Linked DNA regions of Mus musculus: regions 1 and 3 are each linked to region 2. The links are chromatin contacts, called in public HiChIP or PLAC-seq and promoter capture Hi-C maps. All regions are on one chromosome and are shown on one strand. The core of a region is the stretch at or near the end of the contact, and the rest is flanking DNA. Distances in the headings are between cores, read along the strand shown.

Region 1 (3,127 bases), core at 243-2,742, 160 kb before region 2:
AGGTATACATACCATTTCTTCCCGGGTTCTCATCTTCATCATTTTTGCACGTAACTGAACTCTGTAATCATCATAATATTTCCGGGCACGAACACTTTGATGACGATTTTCTTTTATCTTTGATTGGGTCAACCTTTGTCTCTGAATTCGGTCCCTGAAGTCTTGCTAGGGAAGGGGGAAGAAGGCAAGCAGAGGGCCAGCTTGAGCATTCAGCTCATCCCCTCAGCTCCCCACCATGAATGACGCCTTCCAGCTGTAAGCTGGGCAGGCAGGAAAGACCATGGCAGCTGCATCCCCACAGTCTGTGGAGCGGCACTGACGTCTCACTGTGCAGAGCACATGGGCCCTGACACTGATGAGCCACCATCCTGTGTCCTGTCGACTGGGTCCGTCAGATGGTCTTGACTCAGTGACCAGGCAAGTTTGAAGATGCCTTTTTAGAAACTATTTAAGATTACTATTTCCAGAGCTCTATTCCCAACTGAAGATTTTTAAGTATCTTTGGCAGGCTGACTCTGCCTTATCTGGTCACTATATTAGCTAGGGATGATAAGTATGATTTCTAATCCAAACTATAACAAAACTGGCTCTCTGCCTGGGATCGGAGACAACAGCACTAAGCTACTACTCTAAGCACCTACATGGGCTGTGGAGGTAGAGACAGAAATGGGATAAAATTTCAACTCTGCCTTTTGCTCATCAAAGAGAAAGCCAGGCAACTCATATTACATCTGAAAGCTTAGGCTTTCATCTCAGAAAATACCATCCCTAATTTGTTACTATAAAGAAGTGAAAAACAGCCATGTGGCAGGGATAAAAAGAGTTCTGCAGCCAACTGCTGGGTGTGTGTTCAGGTCTGTGTTGGTGCAGTGTGGGATATATTTTCCCAATCAGTTCTGAGTTAAAGCTTGAGATAGCCACTCACTCCCACAGGCACGTGTTACAAGAGTCTGCTGCCTAGTTGGTACCGATAAGGAAAAGGGCACTACTCTGTTTGTTCTTGACATACCAGCCTCTTGTTATGGTCATATTCTTTCTTGACAAGAGCAGTGAGGAGGTCATGCCTTCTCAGGGCTTCTTCTATCTTTAAGGAGAACACAAAGCAAGGAGGTTAATGGTCCAGTGGAGGACAAGCTCTCCCTGTGTGTATCTGTGCACTTAGGCTTAGGCAGGGACTTACTTCATCCTGGAGTTTCTTCTTGGATCGGTTCTCTCTCTGCGCTTCCCTTTTGAGTTGTTCAACCTGGGCCATCTGCTGCTTCCACATTTTGGTCAGTGTTGGGTCAGAAACATAGAGAAATGGAAACTGTTCCAGCATCAGGGATAGCAGACTGTGTTCACTTACTTTCACTGTGAGGAAATGAGAGATGCTGTTAATCTAAAAGAATTCTCATCCCCACCTGCCTGCTAAACTAAGCTAATCTCAGGGCTGTGGTGCTGGCCCTAAAAAGAACCATCTGGAGTGTATGCTACTCCTGTATTCCTACAATTGAGGCTGAAAAGCTGAAAAGTTCCCACTGCAGTCTGAGGAGTCCATCCACACCCCTTAGCAGCCTCGGGGCCTGTAGGCAGATGCTTCCTGTGAGTGAAAACGGAAGCCACCTCAGCTGGCTTGCAGGCATATGGCTGGAGAGAACTGTCCCTGCTGGTTAACAGTTGGAAGCCTGGCATTCACCTGACCTTGTTTCCTTGTACCAAGGCTCGCTCTACCTCAGGAGAACCAACTGTCAGCATATAGGGCTGAGCGGGCCATCTGCTTGCTTGAAGCATCCATCCCTTGCCTTCTACCAGCTTTCCAAAGACAAATGGAGCAACCACCACCACCACCAAAAGGTAACTAGAGTGCGGGAGAGAGACTTCTGTCGGAGCAGCAGAACCCTGAGTTCTTTGGGTGTCCACAGATGGTGCCTGATTTAAGAGCTGGTTCTGATTACAGAAGTCCAGCCCTATGGTAGTAGTAACACAAGAAGGGACTTTTGACAGCTAACTGGTGGATGTCTGTTTTCAGCAGCCTCTGGAATGCGACCTTTGTGCCCAGAGGCTGCCTGCTGGCTGGCATCGAGGACGTCAGAGGCTCTTACTCGGAGACGCCTTGCTTGACTTCAGGCGACCATCTCCTTTTGGACTTGGAGCTGCAGTTTTTCTGGAGTAAGTCTTCTGGACCTGACTCCGTTTGGAAGTTCCTTTAGGAACGACTTCTCTGTATGACTTCCCCTTAGAGGCGGATGAAAAGAACAGAGGAGAGAAGGGGGTCTACAAACGCTTTTACATAGTCCTCTCAGACAACACTCTGACAGAACAGCTGACTACCAACCACCTTCTTAATCTTGGTTTTCTCTCCCCCAACAAACCAGCCTTTCCCCACGTTAGTAACCACAGTACCATACCTAAATACAATGCTATTGACATTTGTATGGGCTGCTTTCTTTATAACCTTTTCTAAGTATATTAAGAAAACCTCAACAAATTCAAAGCATGCGTTTACACCTCCTGAACCTCTGTCCTGCTTTCGCTGGAGCGTCTGCATGTTGTTTATTTGAGACAGGGTCTATTTAGTTCTGATTATCCTGGGACTCAATATACACATAAGGCTGGACTCAAACCACGGATGTCTTCTGGCTTCTGCCTCCAAAGTGCTGGCAGGAAGGTCATGCACTAACCACACCCAGCTGGGAACCATCTTCTGAGGCAGAAAGCAAAGACTTGGGTTTCTCACACTCAGGTACACAACGCTTGGGATCCTGCCTCCTCTTTGTCAACTAAACCTATTTTAACTCTTTACAAACCAGTATGCAAGAACCTTTATGGCCAAAGTTTAGGCCTTAAACTTTCGTCCTCTTGTATCTGAGCTGGAGGACCTCTTATAGCGTGAAGTGAAGCCCTGCCTTCTCCTAAGAGCCAGTGACTGTCCTCCTCCCGCTCTGGCACTCATCGCAGGTGGAGACTTTTACCCACTGTTTCCTCTTCCTCTTCCTCCTCCTCCCTTATCCCTCGAAGTCCAACGTTCTCTTGAACTTTATGTTTTCTTAGTTCCCGTTCAAATGCTTCAGTCAGTGCCTGAAAAGAATAAGGTCATGTAACCCAGCTGTCAGGAACATTTGTCTGGATTCCCAGTCTAAAAGTACCA
Region 2 (3,036 bases), core at 9-2,508:
AAGGAACATTTGTACACAGGCATGTGCACGCACGCACGCACGCGCGCGCGCACACACACACACACTCACACACACAAAAGGATGTACAATAAACTCAGGAGGGAGGGAGGGAGGGAGGGAAGGGGTTTAAGTTCAACCCATTCATAACCCACTGCCTTCCGGTTCCCAGCCTGTCTGTGGGCACCCAGCAGCACAGGGGTTAACAGGGCAGCTATTATCTTCAAAAATAAGGAACTGGCCTCTGAACTGGTCTTTTGGGTCTGGGAGAAACTTCCAGCAAGACTTCTCTGTAGCCTTCAGTGGGGCCCTGGCTTCCTTTGTTTTGCTGGGTCTGAATTCTTGCTAAACAGAGCTCATTATGCTCTGGACAGACAGGAAGGCGCTGACATTCTCTGTGGGGATGAAGGCTGTCTGTTTAAGGCGAAGAGGAATGAGGTGAACAGCTTCCCTAGCTGCACCCACCCAGGCTGCTGAGAGCACTGTTGTGTGGAAGGGGCAAGGGAGCCTGTTTCATAGACGAAGAAATGGGGGGCCTGCCTTGCTAAAGCATCCAGAATCCCTGAGAAGCAGAAACAGAGGTCACGTCTCCAAAAGCCCTGGCCTGGGCTTTGTCCTCACTGTTAAGAAGTGACACAAGCCAGGCTTGGTGGTGCTTAGCTGCAGTAAGTGATCTCTGTGAGTTCAAGGCCAGTCTGGTCTACAATCCTTTAGCCCTGAGTTCCAGGACAGTCAGGGCTCTGTTACACAGAGAAACCTTGTCTCAAAAGGAAAAAAAAAAAAAGTGACTGTCTCCCAAGAGGTGAGAATAATGACAAGCTTGCTCCACAGGCAGAGTAGGACCCTGATTAAGAAAAAAAAAAAAAAAAGTTCACTGGCTGTTCCCATGGCCGTGTGTATCTGTGGCCACCCAAGGCAGGGCTGCGGGCCAGCCGTCGGAACTTTGCCGAACCAACCTAGTTACTTTGTCTTCCACCCAAAGGGGCTCTCTGGACAAAGGCTCTGAACTCCAGGCCAGTGGCAGAATGGCTTTCCCTCAGCCCCCAAAGTCTACTCTGGTCGCAGGGTGCTCCCAGTACTTGGGCTAGCCCTACCTCCAAAATAATAAAACCATCTGGCAGGAACTCAGGGCTTCCCAGTCGTTGAGAAGTGAATTTTGAATCTTGAAGCAAATAACTTTTGTTTATGAAAGAAGCATGCAGCGCTTCCCTAATAACCAGCCAGCGTGGGTCAGAAGAAAATGAACACTGAATTGCTCGGCAGGGAAATGGGAGGGGCTTCCTTCCTGAAATCAAACCTGGCAATCATTCCTCGCTTGTTTAATGGCCTGAGGAAATATCTGGACAATGAGACAGCCACTTAGCCAGCTACGAGCTTGGTATTGTTTGACTTGCTCCAATGGCACAGGCTGACTTCACTTTTTCCTCTTGCCATTTTTTGCCTTGTTTATAAACCGGGTTTGTGGCCCACGCAGACAGATAACGTGGAAGAGAACACCCTGTGCTTAAAAGAAAGAGCTCGAATCTGGACCTATGCGAAGGTCTCCAGATGGTGGGCAGAACCCCTGACTCTTACCGGTTGGGAACAAGACAGTGTCAGTGATGGGGTCCCTTCCCCACTCCCCAGGACCAGCAGGGAGATGAGTTGTCACAGGACCTGCTCAGGAGTGGGGCTGAGGCTGCTGCTGAAGAACGGGGTCCCACTTCTACAATCTTCTTGTGGGTGACTTCCTCAAACCTAAGCACCACTGCCTGTAAAGTAGAAATGGTGATGGTAGTGGTGATGCGGATAATGATGGCGATGGTGGTGATAGTGATGATAATGATAGTGAAAATGACGAAGTAACATCTGCCCACTGGGATTTTCTTAAGGGTTAAATGAGACTCTGCAGACTCAAGCCATCACAAAAAAGCCACTGTCTCCTTTAATGATCTTTTCCTCAAGCACTCTGGTAACAGTGGATACGGTTAAGAGATTTACTTTATTGGCTCTGAAATGCAACACACACACACACACACACACACACACACACACACACACACACACACACACGAAACTCAAAGCCTAGGATTCATCAAAGCCAAAGCTTGACATAGGCCTGGGAGAACCATATACAGAATTATCCTAACTAGCTGCTTAGTCTGTATGTAAGGTTCCGTCTTCTCATCAGTTACCATTTTTATAAAAAGGGTGTCTGTGTGTGTGTGTGTGTGTGTGTGTGTGTGTGTGTGTGTGTGTGAGAGATGCAGTCAGGATAATGTCTGAGAGTCCATCTCCCTCTCCTGTGGGCTTCAAGGTTAGAACTCAGGCACATCTTCAGGCTTGTGCACTCTTGCCTGCGGAGTCATCTCTCCCAGCCCCATTTCCACGATCTGCAAACTGGGTGACTTCTCACCTGCATTTCTGCAGGGATTAAGAGAACACTCAGCTCGTTCCTGATAGACTGGAAGTGCTCACCCTGAGAACTCTTTAGAAGTAGGAGTCAGGGACCCGGGCAAGGAGGTGGAGTCAGAAAGGTCTTTGGGGTTACTGGGGGACGGAGGGGGGAGGGGGTATGGGGAGATGGGGGGGGAGCACAAGCTGAGCAGAAGCAGGGCAGATCCAGAGCTGACAGCTGGCTTCTGACTAAAGCATAACAAGTCCGCTCCTCACTGAGAGTGTGTTAACTTTCACGTTTAAGTCCCCAGACCCTGCTGATGGACTAGCCCTTCCTGTCTGTGAGCTTGGTCCCATTATCCAGTGCCGTTTTCCCTAAGAGAGGGAGAACAGAGGCATCTGGGGAGAGACTTGGTCTGGGGCCTGCAGAAAGGCTAGACACGAGGATCCCAGCTCCTTGCCCTGGAAGAGCGGAGGAAACGGCAGGCAGCAGCTGCCAGTGCTGGCAAACCTCCAGCGCTCTGGGCTCACACGGCTTGCTTGGCCCGTTTGTGCAGTTCCATCCTGGCAAGGGAGGAGCCAGAGTCTTGGTCTCCTAGTTGGGCCTCTCAGGTCTGCATCCTGTGCTAAAAGCCCCAGGCCCAGCCAAACAAAATGGAGAGT
Region 3 (3,143 bases), core at 15-2,514, 170 kb after region 2:
GTTTTTTCCCCCCCTAGGATAACCTTTTCTCTTCAAAAACCTGAAAATTCCAACGGGCTGTCAAAGGAGCAAGCCAGGGGAAACAGAGAATTTGCTCCGGTTCTCCCGTGGCCCCACATAATCTGGGTTGGCTTCAAACTCACTAGGTAGCCAAGGATTACTTAGAACTTCGGATCCTGTCTCCACCCCCAGGGTGCTGGGATTTCAGGTGTGAGGCAACACATCCAATATTGGGAGGGCTGGAGATGTAGCCCAGTACCTCTCTCGCAGACTATGCAAGTGCTGTACCAACAGAACTACACTCCCAGCAACTCCCTTTTTCTACTAGAATAATAAGCTACTTTTTCCTTGAGCACTGAATGTTTTGTCTTTCCTATTATAAACAAGTTCTCCCTCTTCCAACTCAGAGGAGGGCAGCTTGGGACCCAGTGACCAAACAACTTATTGGGCTCATTAGTTCTGATTAATAATCCACACCCTTAAATAGACCTTGGAGTCCTCAGCCCACCTCCAAAGAGTTGTGACACATGTCCTCTCAAGCTTCACCAGGCCACATCTACAAAGGTCACATAAACACATGTGACACGAGAGGCCCGCATGATTTCCTTATAATTTTTGGTGAATGAGTTGGCTGTTGTTCATCCCGAGAGGAACGGATGGCTGCTGGACATGACTTTCGGGGAATTCCTGAGGGGCAAGGCTAGGGAAGAAAGGGGCCTTCGGGCTGGATGAGGCACAGCTGGAGGACCCTCGTCAGTGAACTCTAAGGCTGCGTCTCAGGGTCGAATTTCCGCCAGCTGCTGAAACCCTTGCTCTGCTCTAGAGGTCGCTTAGACAACCCTTGTAAGTGGTGGCCGGCAGCAGGGAGACGGAGGGTTGTGGGCAAGCCTGGCGCCTCGGGTTCTTCATCGGGCGAGTGGGACTTCCTGTGGGGCAACATGTCATTTTCCCTTGGCTTGCGAACAAGCTTCTTCATTCAGAAGCACAGCGTCCACAAATACCCAAAGCCAAGAGTTGGTCTTCGGCTTCTAGCGCCCAGGATAGGAGGCAGCTAGAAGCTAGCACCGCGTTGGCCTCTAACCCCACCCTCCCACTCTTACCACGCCCACAAAACAACATAGGCTCCTCCCCATCCAGGCAGTGACTCCGCCTCTCACAGCCCCCGCCCCCGGGACCGCCCTAAAGCCCGCCCCGACCGGAAGAAGCCGGGACACAAGGCACTTATAGGGCTGGGAATGGGGGTGTCGCCGCCGCCCAGTCAGCTCCGTGTCCACCGATCCTCCGCCGGTGCCGCGCTGTCGTTGCGGCGCCCCCGTCCAGCCCTCTGTTCGCGCGGGCTCCAGAACCGGCCGGCGGGGCCCGGAGTCAGGGCCACGTCCTGCCATGCCGGCCCGGTGGCTGTTGCTCCTGCTGGCGCTGCTGCTACCGCCGCCCGGCCCCGGGGTGAGTAACCAGGGGAGTGCGGTGCGGGGACGGGCCGGCTCGCGGCCAGAGGAGAGTCGCGCGGTGGCGGGGGCTGGCGTCCGAGCCGGGCCGCAGCGGCGGGAGGCCCGGCGCCTGGGCTGAGGCAGCTGCGGGAGGCTTGGCGGTGGGAGCTGCGTCGGCCGGCCACACACTGGCGTCCGCCTCCGGAGGCGCCTCCGGGGCCAGCGCGGCCGAGGCAGACCGCGAGCGGCTCCACGGCCCGGGACGCGCGCGACTCGGAGCTGTCTCCCAAAGGCCGGGCCCTGGGCGCGCTGCCCACCTGCCCCGCGGTCTCCACAGGTGGGCGCCCGCACTGCCGCCGTGGCCGCGGATGGACACCCGAAGCCGGGGGAAGCGGGTGGTGGACTGGAGTTTTGAGTCTTTACTCGAAAGTTTTTTGTTTTGTTTTGTTTTTAAATGAGACTTTGGAAAGCGTTTGAAGCCGGGAATGGGCACGGCGTTTTTAGCCAGCCGCCGCTGGTTTCTGCCTACCTGACCCGAAGGTTTCTTTGTATTCGGAGGCAGGGGGCTTCCTACTAGTAATTTTGCTAGACAGTGAAGGTGTCATTAAACAAGTTAAGCTGTGGGCATTGGATCCTTTTAAAGACCCGGTGTGTGGGCCAGAGTTGTACTGCAAAACTTAAAGCTGTCTCACGTGCGGGGCCGTCAGAAACGTCTTCGCTTTTTTTTTTTTTTTTTTTGAGAAGAATATCGGTTTATATTTATTTAACTCTTTATCCACTCAGGATTTGAACACTTTGGCTAAAGAGGACATTTTGTAGGCGGACATGGCTATTTTCATCTTCTGGTTGGAAGAACTGGGGGCTTTAAAATTTTTTTAAAATGCACTTTTCAGGATGTGGGCATGGTACACTTGTGCTGGTTCTATTTAATGACCTCTTTGAAGGTACCGTGTTCCCTTTAATATGGCATATCATGTACCAGGTGTCCTGGTGGAAGACTGACATGTGTGGAGACCCGCGGGCCAGCCGCGGCCAACTCTTTGAACTCTTATGCCTTGTAGGTAAATAATTGTCTGTGCTCTCAGAATAACAAATTAGAATTTAGAGACTACTGAAGTATTAAAGAAGGTCTACTTTTTCAAATTCAAGTTGGTTTGTTTTTTTCCAAACGGAAATTTATATGCGTTTTCTTCATGGTAGACCCTAGGTGTTTTTTGTTTTTTTGTTTTTGTTTTGTTTTCTTCTTCTTCTCCTAATTAAAAAGAAAAGATGTACTTTTCACAACTAGGACCAGGTTTTGAACTTGGGCGCTTCACCTTGGGTTGATTGATTGCTGCCTGGTATCTGCTCACAGATAACGAGTATAAACAGAATGACTGGATGTTTCCCATGGAGCTCGAACGTTTCATAGTTTCCCAGCCGAGGTGGACCCGGTTTCCTTCTGAACAGCTTTGCATTTCTTCTGCTTTTGCTGGATTCTAGTGTTTTTGTCACTCAGCAGCATAGGAGAAGGAGCCAGCAACGATTTAGCTTTAGTTTTAGTTCATGTATTTTCAAGTCCTGCTTAGAAACGCAGACTTGTCAGAGTTCACATAAAAGATTCCAGGCCCTTAGCAAAGGTTGTTTTACTGTAACTTTTTTAGTCGAAAGGTTGGCTTTTACTTTTCAGAATTTTCTTCTAATAAAAGATTTCTTTAACTCCAAACATAGTAAGAT

Evidence for each region. HiChIP or PLAC-seq counts read pairs in DNA pulled down with a chosen protein or histone mark. Capture Hi-C pulls out chosen DNA fragments and counts their contacts.
Region 1: a contact with region 2 is called in a promoter capture Hi-C map of adipose tissue. The contact joins two enhancer-like sites. A contact is called at or near these places in 2 of 39 promoter capture datasets (both in the C10 cell line), 1 of 115 datasets of contacts at active chromatin or transcription factors (large pre-B cells) and 3 of 9 other capture datasets (adipose tissue, liver and pancreatic islet).
Region 3: a FOXA1 HiChIP or PLAC-seq map of pancreatic cancer cells shows a contact between it and region 2. The contact joins the promoter of Ern1 here to the enhancer-like site in region 2. A contact is called at or near these places in 3 of 39 promoter capture datasets (the C10 cell line, cranial neural crest and neural stem cells), 1 of 484 Hi-C or Micro-C datasets (bone marrow-derived macrophages), 2 of 115 datasets of contacts at active chromatin or transcription factors (fetal liver and pancreatic cancer cells) and 1 of 9 other capture datasets (adipose tissue).

What each region holds. Positions count from the first base shown.
Region 1 is chr11:106,813,691-106,816,817 of GRCm38.p6, reverse strand. Cep95 (centrosomal protein 95) reads right to left here. Exons shown (of 20, transcript NM_177088.3): 13 at 2,956-3,057; 14 at 2,082-2,214; 15 at 1,181-1,350; 16 at 1,010-1,084; 17 at 13-165. Among named protein-coding and RNA genes, the nearest start is that of Cep95, 26 kb to the right of the region's middle. Within about 2 kb of position 1,492, at least 19 of the 459 cell types and tissues checked have an H3K27ac peak or open chromatin away from gene starts, as enhancers often do. A contact at or near this core is called in adipose tissue, where this site is marked.
Region 2 is chr11:106,658,058-106,661,093 of GRCm38.p6, reverse strand. The region is part of intron 15 of Pecam1 (platelet/endothelial cell adhesion molecule 1); the gene reads left to right. Among named protein-coding and RNA genes, the nearest start is that of Tex2, 47 kb to the right of the region's middle. Within about 2 kb of position 1,258, at least 242 of the 459 cell types and tissues checked have an H3K27ac peak or open chromatin away from gene starts, as enhancers often do. A contact at or near this core is called in adipose tissue, bone marrow-derived macrophages, neural stem cells and 1 more, where this site is marked.
Region 3 is chr11:106,485,917-106,489,059 of GRCm38.p6, reverse strand. It overlaps Ern1 (endoplasmic reticulum (ER) to nucleus signalling 1), which reads left to right and starts at 1,264. Exons shown (of 22, transcript NM_023913.2): 1 at 1,264-1,443. The coding sequence starts at 1,384.